Regions from separate parts of the Zea mays genome. Here region 1 is linked to region 2. Evidence: chromatin contacts called from public Hi-C data. All regions are on one chromosome and are shown on one strand. Each heading gives the region's core, a stretch centred on a gene start, on an enhancer-like site or on the middle of the called end of the contact. The rest is flanking DNA. Distances are from core to core; before and after follow the strand shown.

The links. Hi-C and Micro-C count contacts between places; a contact is called where the count stands out from the background.
Region 1: a contact with region 2 is called in a Hi-C map of bundle sheath, with 2.0 times the contacts expected there. The contact joins the enhancer-like site here to the promoter of LOC100284378 in region 2. A contact is called at or near these places in 2 of 25 Hi-C or Micro-C datasets (bundle sheath and endosperm).

Annotation. Positions count from the first base shown.
Region 1 is chr9:88,493,523-88,499,056 of Zm-B73-REFERENCE-NAM-5.0, reverse strand. No RefSeq gene overlaps it. Among protein-coding and RNA genes, the nearest start is that of LOC100276065, 55 kb to the left of the region's middle. Within about 2 kb of position 2,961, at least 18 of the 20 cell types and tissues checked have an H3K27ac peak or open chromatin away from gene starts, as enhancers often do. A contact at or near this core is called in bundle sheath and endosperm, where this site is marked.
Region 2 is chr9:88,031,857-88,036,975 of Zm-B73-REFERENCE-NAM-5.0, reverse strand. It overlaps LOC100284378 (peptide transporter PTR2), which reads left to right and starts at 3,321. Exons shown (of 4, transcript NM_001157273.2): 1 at 3,321-3,469; 2 at 3,632-3,740; 3 at 5,036-5,119. The coding sequence starts at 3,467.

The sequences.
Region 1 (5,534 bases), core at 1,712-4,211, 460 kb before region 2:
CTTACACCTTGGTCCCTGGAATTAGTAGAAAACCCCTTGGAACTTATATCTCAGTATAGAATCAATATTAAATAGCTCTAAAACTTCCTTAATCCATAACTTTTGCTATTTGACTCCAAATTAGTCTGTTCCAATTGCATTAGATTCATAATAATATCACATATACAATATAACACTAATTTTAATCATATCACATACTTTTGTAATTAGGTATTTACTTATGTATAGTAGATTAATCTAACCAATCAAAGTAATCCTACTATGATTATAATTTGACTACCAGATAATCTCTATTCAGGTTATAACCTAAAATTTGAGTTAGTTATATTCTTCTCACATGATAAACATAGAATGTAGTTCTATTGTGTAATCACCTAAGGGATTTAGAAAATCATATCTTCATAACCACAACTCCAATTTTAGTCGTTCTCAAACCTACGATATTGTAGCGACGCGTAGAATATTATTATGCTATTGGTTCACTTGCTTTGGTGTAATGTTACCATACACATTGTTTGCTTGATTGTATGTATGGCTACAAGTAGCAGCGAGGTCACGAGAAAACCCGAAGACTAACTTTGGAGAAGTACCTGGAATCTCGAGTCTAAGGCAAGTTGTGTCACACCCAGATTTAAGGAACAAAGCCGGGTGCATCTCATACATGCGCTAAAGAAGACAACATATATAACAACAAAGTGTATAGAGATAAATGTCACAATATAATCAGAGTACTTATTACATAGCGGAAGACTTACAAAATAAAAGATAAATATAACAGATCTAAAATCCATCATTGGTGCCAGAAAGTCAACTGGGAGACACCACCTAGATCGAATCGAACTCCTCGATGTGTGGCTCCTCCTGAACCACCTGTACTTCTCCTGTGGGAGGTGTGAGACAGCAAGGGTGAGCTCACACATGTTCATCGCTCAATAAGTTGTGGGGAATAATATGTATGAACTCACCAAAGGTGAGAGTTCATGTGAAGTGTAAGCCTGATCAACAAAATAAAGATTGAAGCTGAGCATTGCTTTTATAAGTTGGTCAAAATTTTATTAGCAATTACTAAATGTAAGTAAATACCAAACCATAATAACAATAATAGAACAAAATTATTAAATAATCCCATGCAAATGCAAATGACAAATTGAATTTAAGTTCCATAATTTAATCATGCGAGAGTCCTGAGTTGCTCATGACCATGAGCTCGGCTAGTATACTAGTTTTACACTCTGCAGAGGTTGTACCCTGTACCCACAAGTCGTATATCCCATGTCACTAGGGTTTGCAAGGCCCTTAGACACTACCGAGGTGAATGGCTAGAGATCCACTACGAGGCCTTTACAAAGTTCCACTAGCTTCCGAAAACCCGCTACAGTTTATGGGAAGAGCACTTGCAAAAATCCCCCGTATGACCGCCATCGCAGCAAAATCAACCCGAGAACCTCCTTGCATGCAACTCCCCTACTGCCCTTGCCCCTTTCGGGTAAGGTAGTCTTCCACTAGCTTTCCTAGTTAGTTGGCCAAGGGCGTCCCATTAAACCCTTGTGGTGGCACGTGTTTCTCAAGTTAAGCTCCATGTTCCAATTAAAATTTAATGATCTTGACATGAACATAAATAAAATAACAGAATAATTGGAACATGAACATAATGAAATATTAACCCAAAACCATGTAAAGCAATAGCATAGCTACCCAAGTGATTCAGGGGTAAACAAGGTAAAAAGGATAAACAGACTAGGGTGACCTATTGGGTCCCATCAAAATTAAACCTATGCATTGAATAATGATAATAAAGAATATTATTGGGTAACAAAAGTGGATCAAGGGCACAACTTGCCTGGCACTTGAGATTCCAGTTACCAGGGTGATTCTTCAAATCCTCGTGATCGCACTGGTAGTCTTAGCAATACAAACAAACATGGTATAGATAAAATTAACATCACACCAAACATAGAACAAACTGAATAATAATGATCTACACGTTGCTACGAGATCGCGGGTTCGAGAACTACTAATATCGGAGTTACGATTAAGGAGTTATGACTTTATAGAAGATCTATGTGATTAAGATGTTAAACTACATTATAAATTGGTTAGTATAAATCATATGAGAGAATATCTTATAAATAATTAACTCACTTTGATCTAAGTTATAAATTGACCATAAATCATATTCTAGTAGGTTATAATGATAAGTAGATTAACAAGACTAACCCACATAAGTTAAATAAAGATCTATTTATAAAATAATGAGACATGGTGCAATAAGTGTTGTTATTGCATAGTAAATATTCATATGAAGCTAACGCAACTGGAATGGTTCGATTCGGAGCTAAAATGGGGAAGTTATGAATTTCCTAAGATTTTATGTGTTTTGTACAAGATTAAATAGGATATAAGTTTTATTGTGACATTCATGTCAAAACAGTGGTACTAAATGTTAAAACATAATATTACAAAATTATAGGAATTGGAATGGACCAATTTAGAGTTAAAATTAATTTAATATGAATTATACAAGTTTCTAGAATTATTTATGTATTAAAAACTATTTTCTATAATTAATTTTCTATTTTCATTGATCTCTGGACTGGGCGTCAAAAACAGAGGAACGCAGGGGTAAGCTCGCAAAATTTCCCCAGACTCAGTAATCACTGCGCAGGATGGCGGGTTCTATTCTAAAGGAAGGTGGGGTTTCTTTTGCAAATTGGCGGCCGAAGGGGTATGGTGGGCTCACGATCGTCCGATCAAAGACGAACGGCGCCGATTAGATTGACTGAATAAACGAATCGCTACTTAATATCGGCCGCTCGCTGCACAATCAATGACCCAGATTTAAAGTATCCGCGATTGATCCGAATCCTTTAGATCCCAAATCGATGGCTCGGGTTTCACGCAGCGCGATCCGCGATGGCCCTAGGATTAAATCTCAACGGCCCACGTAGCTCACCCAAAGGGGTATTCCCCATTCAATTGGAACCGTTCGATCAGGATCAAGGGCGCCAGCCGCGTCTTCACCCCATGATGTGCCCGACGGCGGCGCAGAGCACACACGGCGGTGCTCTCCGATGAACCAGCAATCCGAGACACCGGTGTTCCAAATCGGTGCTAGCCGGGCTCTATGCATATAGAAAACGAAACTGAATTTGTAAAGCAATCTCTCACCAATGATGAAGGCAGGAGCAGGGCCACCCTCGGCGCCACGCGGGTCAACAGCCACGTTCTGGCCCCCGGCAAGCGATTGCGCCACCACCAACCGCCCTGCCACAGATTGGACGCAGCGCACGTTTCCGCCCAACCCTGGTGGTGCTCCCTGGCACGCTCTGCCCACGGAGTAATCACGAATCGGCCTAGGGCTCTGAACGCCGGCGAGGAACTAGAGAGCAGTCTCGGTGACCCCTCGTGCTCACAGTTTGCTTGCCTCGGTTTCTGTGGTATGGACAAGGGGCGCTTGGGCCATGATTTTATGCCTAGCCACAGAAGGGGGGGGGGGGGTCTGGTGGAGAGGAGGTGGGGCGTGGCCGAAATCCCAGGCGGATCCATCGGATTCAGGTGCAACAAACCGAGCAGGAAGACGGTTCTGTTCGGTGGGCCCCGCTGGTAAGCCACACGAACGGTGATTGTGGGCGCCATGGGCCGCGCGGTCAGAGAAGGGTTTTGGCCCATTCGGAGAAAGAAAAGGGATCAGATGGGCCGGAGGGCAAGAAGTATAAATGGGCCGAGGGGAGCATTCCAGGTCCATGAACAGGTTATTCCCCTATTATTTTCTCCTTTCTTTTGATCTTTTCTGATTTTAGTTTTCAATTTTCATAATTCAATTTTTGATTCAGTTTTGAATACAAAAATTCACACCCAAAGGTCAAGCATGATTCATAATTTTACTTATTTCTTTTATTTATTTGTATCCATTTAGATAAATGCTTTAATGATGGATTATACACATATTACTTCTTTTAAGGAAATATTACCTTTGAATGCACACTTAAGATAAATAATCCTCTTAAGTTATATTTACTTAGGCTATGTTAATATATAATCTTTCTCATGAATTATTTTAGTTCAATTATTTTTAAGGATGGTTTTGATTAAAAGAAATAATAATTAGTTTGAAAGTCTCTCCCTTATTTGCTGCCTCAACTCCTAGCTTTAAGTTTAGATCTATGCTTCGAATACCACATTCTTGCCTATTATTATATTTTATAGAGGATGGAAATCTTTATTATAAGTCATTTTATCTCAAATCTCTTAGAGAAACATTTATAATTCTCAGCATAGGATTTCAGGTGTTACAAGTTGTGCCCTTGATCACTCTTCTTTACCCAATAATGTGCCTGTTAAACATTATGATCTGCATAGGGTAATTTTGAAGGGACCCAATAGGTCACCCTAGTTTTGTCTTCTTTATACCTTCTTCACCACTAAACTTTTAGGTAATATATGCTATTGCTCTATGTGGTTTTGGGTGTTAAAGATTCACATTATTCATGATCATGCTATTTATCATCAATGAGTTATTACTGTTCATGATAAGATCATTATGTTAATCGCAACATGGAGAACCACCCGGGAAAACAGTGCTACTACAAGGGTGGTATGGGACACTGTGGGGGATAGATATCCCCCGGGTCCACTAAAGAGATAAAAGACCTCACGAAAGGCCCAAAGGCCCAATAAATCGTAAGGTCGTTCTTTCGTGGGCCTGGGGAAAGACAATCAACGAAGCGGAGAAGACGTAAGACTAGATTGGAGCAAACCCGGACGGCCCACAACGTTGAGCGAGTAAATCGCAACAGAGACCCGACTTTCCCGCGCTGAAGCCCCCATGCAACAGAGCCATGCGAGGATAAAGTCGGCAAGGGTTACGTAGGGATAAACTCGAGAGGTTTACTATCTTTCAGCTACTTGTAGCTATCATATCCACATGTACTGCCCCACGGTCGAGTATATAAGGCCTAGGGGGCACCCCTTCAGAACGATCGACTCTGTTCTTGGCCACCCACGTAAACTCTCTGCGCCCTCAATCCAGAGAGTCCTCTTGTAACCACGCTCATATACTCACCAGGACGTAGGGTGTTACGCACTTCTAAGCGGCCCGAACCTGTAAATCTTGTCCATTGTCCCTCGTGCGACAGGCACGAACCATTTTGCTACAGTCGTTGACACCGTCCTATTCCTAAAAACACCTTGAGGGGCAACCCCGGGTGTGCGGTCGGACCCAAAACACCGACAGCTGGCGCGCCAGGTAGGGGGTGTGTCGACGATCCAAGCTAGCTCAATGGCCGTCACCTTCCACAGCAAGATCACCGTGCATCCCGGATCTGTATTCTTCTTCGGGACAATCTCATCTGTAGCGGATGAAGAGGGAATTCTACATCGCCTCGCGGATCTGCCGGAAAAGAAGTCTCCTCCAACAAACTCCGAAAATGCTGGAAAGACGCTACCTCCGGCTCTTCGGAAAAAGATTGTCTCCGGGAAGGCTGGAGCTGGAAGCTCGCTGACCCGGAAGACTCCGCTGCCTACTTCCCCGACGA
Region 2 (5,119 bases), core at 2,072-4,571:
TCTCTCTTGATACAGGGACCGGCAAAGGGGGTATTTCGAAAGGGATCCTTCTCCGCGAAGGAAGTGGGCCCCGAGCCCTCCTACTGATCAGGGGTTCGAAGGCTGGCCCCTCAGAAGGGTTCGACGGCCACCCCAGAGCACTCGGGCTTCAAGCTCATTACTGATCAGGGGTTCGAAGGCTGGCCCCTCGAAAGGGTTCAACAGCCGCCCTAGAGCACCCGGGCTCCGCGCCCACTACTGATCAGGGGTTCGAAGGCTGGCCCCTCAGAAGGGTTCGACAGCCGCCTCAGAGCACGCAGAGCGAAGGATGACTCTGGGTACGTCCGTTACATGGCCGAGGCTCGAGCTACGCTCCCGAGGTACCCTAGGACATTTCCGAGACCAGCAGGAGCGATTTTGTAACGAAATCCCATCAGAGGGAGGCATCGAGCCCTCGGACCCTATCGAACGGGACCGGGTCCGGCAAATCACCTGCAGGTACTTTTGGAGTGCGCCTCTGGGCCACTAGCCGACTCTTATTGAACGGGGCACGAGCGTCCACTCGGATCACCCGTTAGCAACTCACTGGAGACACCATGTTCGGCGCCCTCCGAGGGCAACATGGCGCTTCCCCCCCTTCCTCCTTGCGGAAAGGCGACGAAGGGGAGTATAATAAAAGTCGAGACAGTCCTTGATCGTCCTCTCGCTCCGTGCAGAGGCTCGGGGGCTGCTCTCGCAAACCCGGCTACGGCCAAACCGTTGACAGCGTCAACAAAGCAGCCTGAAAACTCGGAACCTGACCATGCACCCAGGCTACGATCAGATCGCATGAGGGAACAACCAGACCGACCGAGGCATCACGAAAGGCATTAAGACCTCAGAGGAGTCAAACCACTCCTCCGAGGCCTCGGGGGCTACACCCGGCGGGTGCGCTCGCGCGCACCCACCGGAACAAAGTGTAACCGAGAAGGGCCGGTCCCCTCGCAAAAAAGTGCGGCAAAGCCTCCAAGCGAGTACCAACACTCCCTTTGAGGCTCAGTGGCTACTGTCGGGTACCGTAATTAGGGGTACCCCCAACACTCCTAAACACGGCTGGTAACCACCATCAGCGCAAGCTGTAGAGACTGATGGGCACGATTCAGGTCAAGGCTTTGTCTACTCAAGGGACGCGATCTCGCCTCGCCCGAGCCCAGCCTCGGGCGGGAACAGTAGTCCCAGGCGAATTCACGCCTCGCCCGAGGGCCTTCTCAAGCAACGGGCGCGCCCTCGACTCGCCCGAAGCCCAGCTCGGGCAGGCTTCGTTGTGAAGCAACCTTGGCCAACTCGCCTTCACCAACCGACCGTATCGCAGGCGCATTCAATGCGAGGAGCGCCTGACACCTTATCCTGACACACGTGCCTCAGTCGGCAAGGTCGAAGTGACCGCAGTCACTTCGCCCTTCCACTGACCGACCTGACAGGAAAACAACGCCACTCGCCCCTCTCCGACTGTTGTGCCACCCGCGCGCCAGGGTGAGGCTGACAACAGCTAAGTCCAGCCTCAGGCGCAACAGGAAGCTCCGCCTCACCCGACCTTGGGCCTCGGCCTCAGGAGGAGGTCTCCGCCTCGCCCGACCCCAGGGCTCGGCCTCGCCCTCGGCATCGGAAGGTGGTCTCCGCCTTGCCTGACCCCAGGGCTCGGCCTCACCCTCGGCCTCGGAAGGTGGTCTCCGCCTCGCCCGACCCCAGGGCTCGGCCTCGACCTCGACCTCGGGAGGAATCGCGTCCTCGCCCGACCTCGGCCTCAGGAGGAGTCTCCGCCTTGCCCGACCTTGGGCTCGGACCGACCGCGCCACAGGGGATACATCATTACCCTACCCCTAGCTAGCTCAGGCTACGAGGGAACAAGACCGGCGTCCCATCCAGGCTCGCCCCGGTAACAAGTAATGATGGCTCCCCGCGTGCGTCCATGACGACGGCGGTTCTTAGCCCCCTACGGAAGCAAGGAGACGTCAGCAAGGTCCCAGCAGCCCCGACAACTGTGCTTCTATAGGGCTCCAGCGCTCCTCCGACGGCCACAACACCACGTACACAGGGCTCTAGCACCTCTCCGACAGCCACGTTGGCATGTACACAGGGCTCTGGCACCTCTCTGCCGGACACGTTAGCGCATAGCTACACCCCCATTGTACACCTGGACCCTCTCCTTGCATCTATAAAAGGAAGGTCCAGGGCCCTCATGCGGGAGGGTGGTCGCGCGGGAGGACGGGCTGACGAACAGGCTCGCTCTCTCTCCCTCGCGAACGCTTGTAACCCCTACTGCAAGCGCATCCCCCTGGCGCAGGATAACACGAGCCGCGTTCTTCCCCCTTGTGTTCCATCTCGCGCCAACCCATCTGGGCTGGGACACGTAGCGACAATTTTACTTGTCGGTCTAGGGACCCCGGGGTCGAAACGCCGACACTAGTTGTCTTTTTTTTTTACAGTTTTGGCATGCAAAGAAAGCATGGATAGTATATATCTAACAATAATTTAGATCTTGTTTTGGATGCACTATCTGCTAATATATAACTACCAAGCTAATAGCTTGTAACTTATATTAGCAAGCAAACTATTAGCTGTTTTGCTCCAACAAGTGAGATAGTTTGCTAATAAGTAGCTGGAATTAATATTAGTTAGACCATTTAGATCTAAAAATAGATAATTAGTAACAGCTAACTTTTAGATTTATTACTGACTCTATTGAATGCAAAGAGGACCTTAGAACGACTGACGGAGCTTAAAAATGGCTTTACCATCCCTTAGTTAATTCAGAGGAAGAGAGTTAGGAAAAAAACAACTCTTACTGCAGTGACATAGGTAGGGTATGTATGGATAGTAGACTCACGTGGAAACCGAAGCTAGAAACAAAGCTCCCAACTGATTCTAAACAAACGGACAACAACACTGGGGCCGGCGTGAGGAAACAGCGCAGTGCAGCGTTGCCGCCGTACACCAGATGATTTTCGCCTTTTTTTGATTTGGCAAAAAGAAATGAAATAAATGCAATTAAAGCACAACGGCATGCATATTTACAAACATACTATACGCATGCCCCCCATCCTTCTCCCTGGTTTGGTTTGGTTCTATGAAGTTGACATCCCCGACCCAGGGCTGCACCGCACCGCACCCCTTGCTGCGTTGCGTCCTTCTCAGCGGCCCTGTGTTCTGTGCTGGGCACCTCACGGCCCCAGGGAAGGGAAGGGACGGCACGGGACGGGCCCCTCCTCCTCCTCCTCCTCCTCCTCTCTCTCTCTCTCTGCCCTTCTCTCTCCTCCACACTTTTAAATACACCACCAGCCCACGGCTGCCCAGCTCTCTCTGACTCTCTCTCGCGTCGGGCACGCAGTCGCACAAGTAGTGAACTCAAACGGGATCTCCTGCTCTGCCTCCCTCGTCTTCCTCTGCCCGTGCGCGTTTCAGAGCACGTACGGAGAGGGCGAGCAGCAGCTTGCGGCCGGGCACCATCATGGTGAGCTACTACTACCGACTACACATCTTCCTTGGTCGTCTTGCCCGTCGTCGCTGGGCATTTGTCTGCTACCCTACTACCTCCACCACCGTCTCGTTGCTGATCGGTGGAGTACGTTCTCGGCCGGCCGTACCTGGTCGTGTTGGCGGTGATTCGTTGCAGGAGGACGTCGCGCCGGGTGCGGAGCCGTGGGAGGGGTACGTGGACTGGAGGAACCGGCCGGCGACCAGGTCCCGGCACGGCGGCATGGCCGCCGCCTCCTTCGTCCTCGGTAAGCGATCGATCACTGCCTGCCTGCCTGCCTCCATCCATCTGGGTTATTCTTCTTCTGGAAAACTAGAGCTCCGTTGTGTTGGTTGCGGCCGGTGCCCGGCAGGCAGCAGGAGACCTGCTGGATGGGATTGGGGCTGGGGCCGTGGAAAAGGCAGCGCAGCACGAGCGAAGGCCTGCACGACGGACGGATCGAATAGGGCACTGGTGGTGTGGGTGTCCAATCCATGCACGGAGGAGGAGCCTCCTCGTCCCTCGCCTCCTGGTGGCCTGCGCAGCGCAGCGCAGAGCAGAACTGAAAATTAAGCCAAAGGCGCGCGCCTTTGGCTTCCATTCCCTCTGCTTTTTTTTTTAGTTTCTTCTCCGCCCGTGCCCGTGCTCCTCCTTTCCCCCGATCACCTCGCAGCCTTTCCATCCTTCCTCTCCTGCTTTCGTACGTCCGACAGGTGGTGCTCGAGACCCTTTCGCGGTCGCTGGCTGGCTCCCCTCTCTCCCTCCTTTTGCTACCAGTGGCCTTCCATTTCCCCCCTCCTTTCGCTCCCTTTCACATACAGTTCCTGCTCGCTCCCCACCCCTTCGCCTGCAACTTGCCCGGAGAATTCGGCGCCTTTGGCCCCAATTGCGCCCCAGAAAAGCAAACCAACTTGCACGCACTGCATCCGCATGACCCGACCCGTGGGGGGTGCAGCTGGTGCTGGTGGATTCCTCTCCCGCTGCTCGCACGCACGCACCACCGCTCGAACAGAACAGAGCACAGTCGCGTCCTGGGAGCTGAGCTGGTAGCTGCCCTGTGCCCTCGTTCCGAGGATATGGGTTCCTGTCCGCCGATCTGGAAGGCGCCTCTCGCTGCAGACAAGTTCTTCTCAGCGGACGGTTGCATGTGCGACGGGGAAACGAGTGCTGTCGTCGTCACGGATCCTGATGAGAGCGAACTAGTCCGTTTTCTCTCTCCTCTGATCTGATGACGAGCGAGGGCGGTTGGTTGGACTTGTTGGATGGGTGGGGTTGAGGGAGGCCGTCGTGCTGCCCAAAGCCCGCATTAAAAAGCGCGGCACGAATCGCAAGGCACAAAGAGGTCGCGTCGCGGTGTAAACATGGCCGGCCGGCCGGTACGCATCGGGAACGGCACCACAGCCCGCGCACATCATGGGGAGACGTTTACGACCGATTAAAATTTGACGCGAAAAAAAAGCTATGTGCCTTTACAGAGAATATGATTAATTAGGGAGTGGTTTGAACTATTTCCTTTCCCCGCTGATATTTCAAACTGATCAACCGGTCGACGCACATGTACAGTGGTGGAGGTGCTGGAGAACCTGGCGTTCCTGGCGAACGCCAGCAACCTGGTGACCTACCTGATGGGGTTCATGCACTACTCGC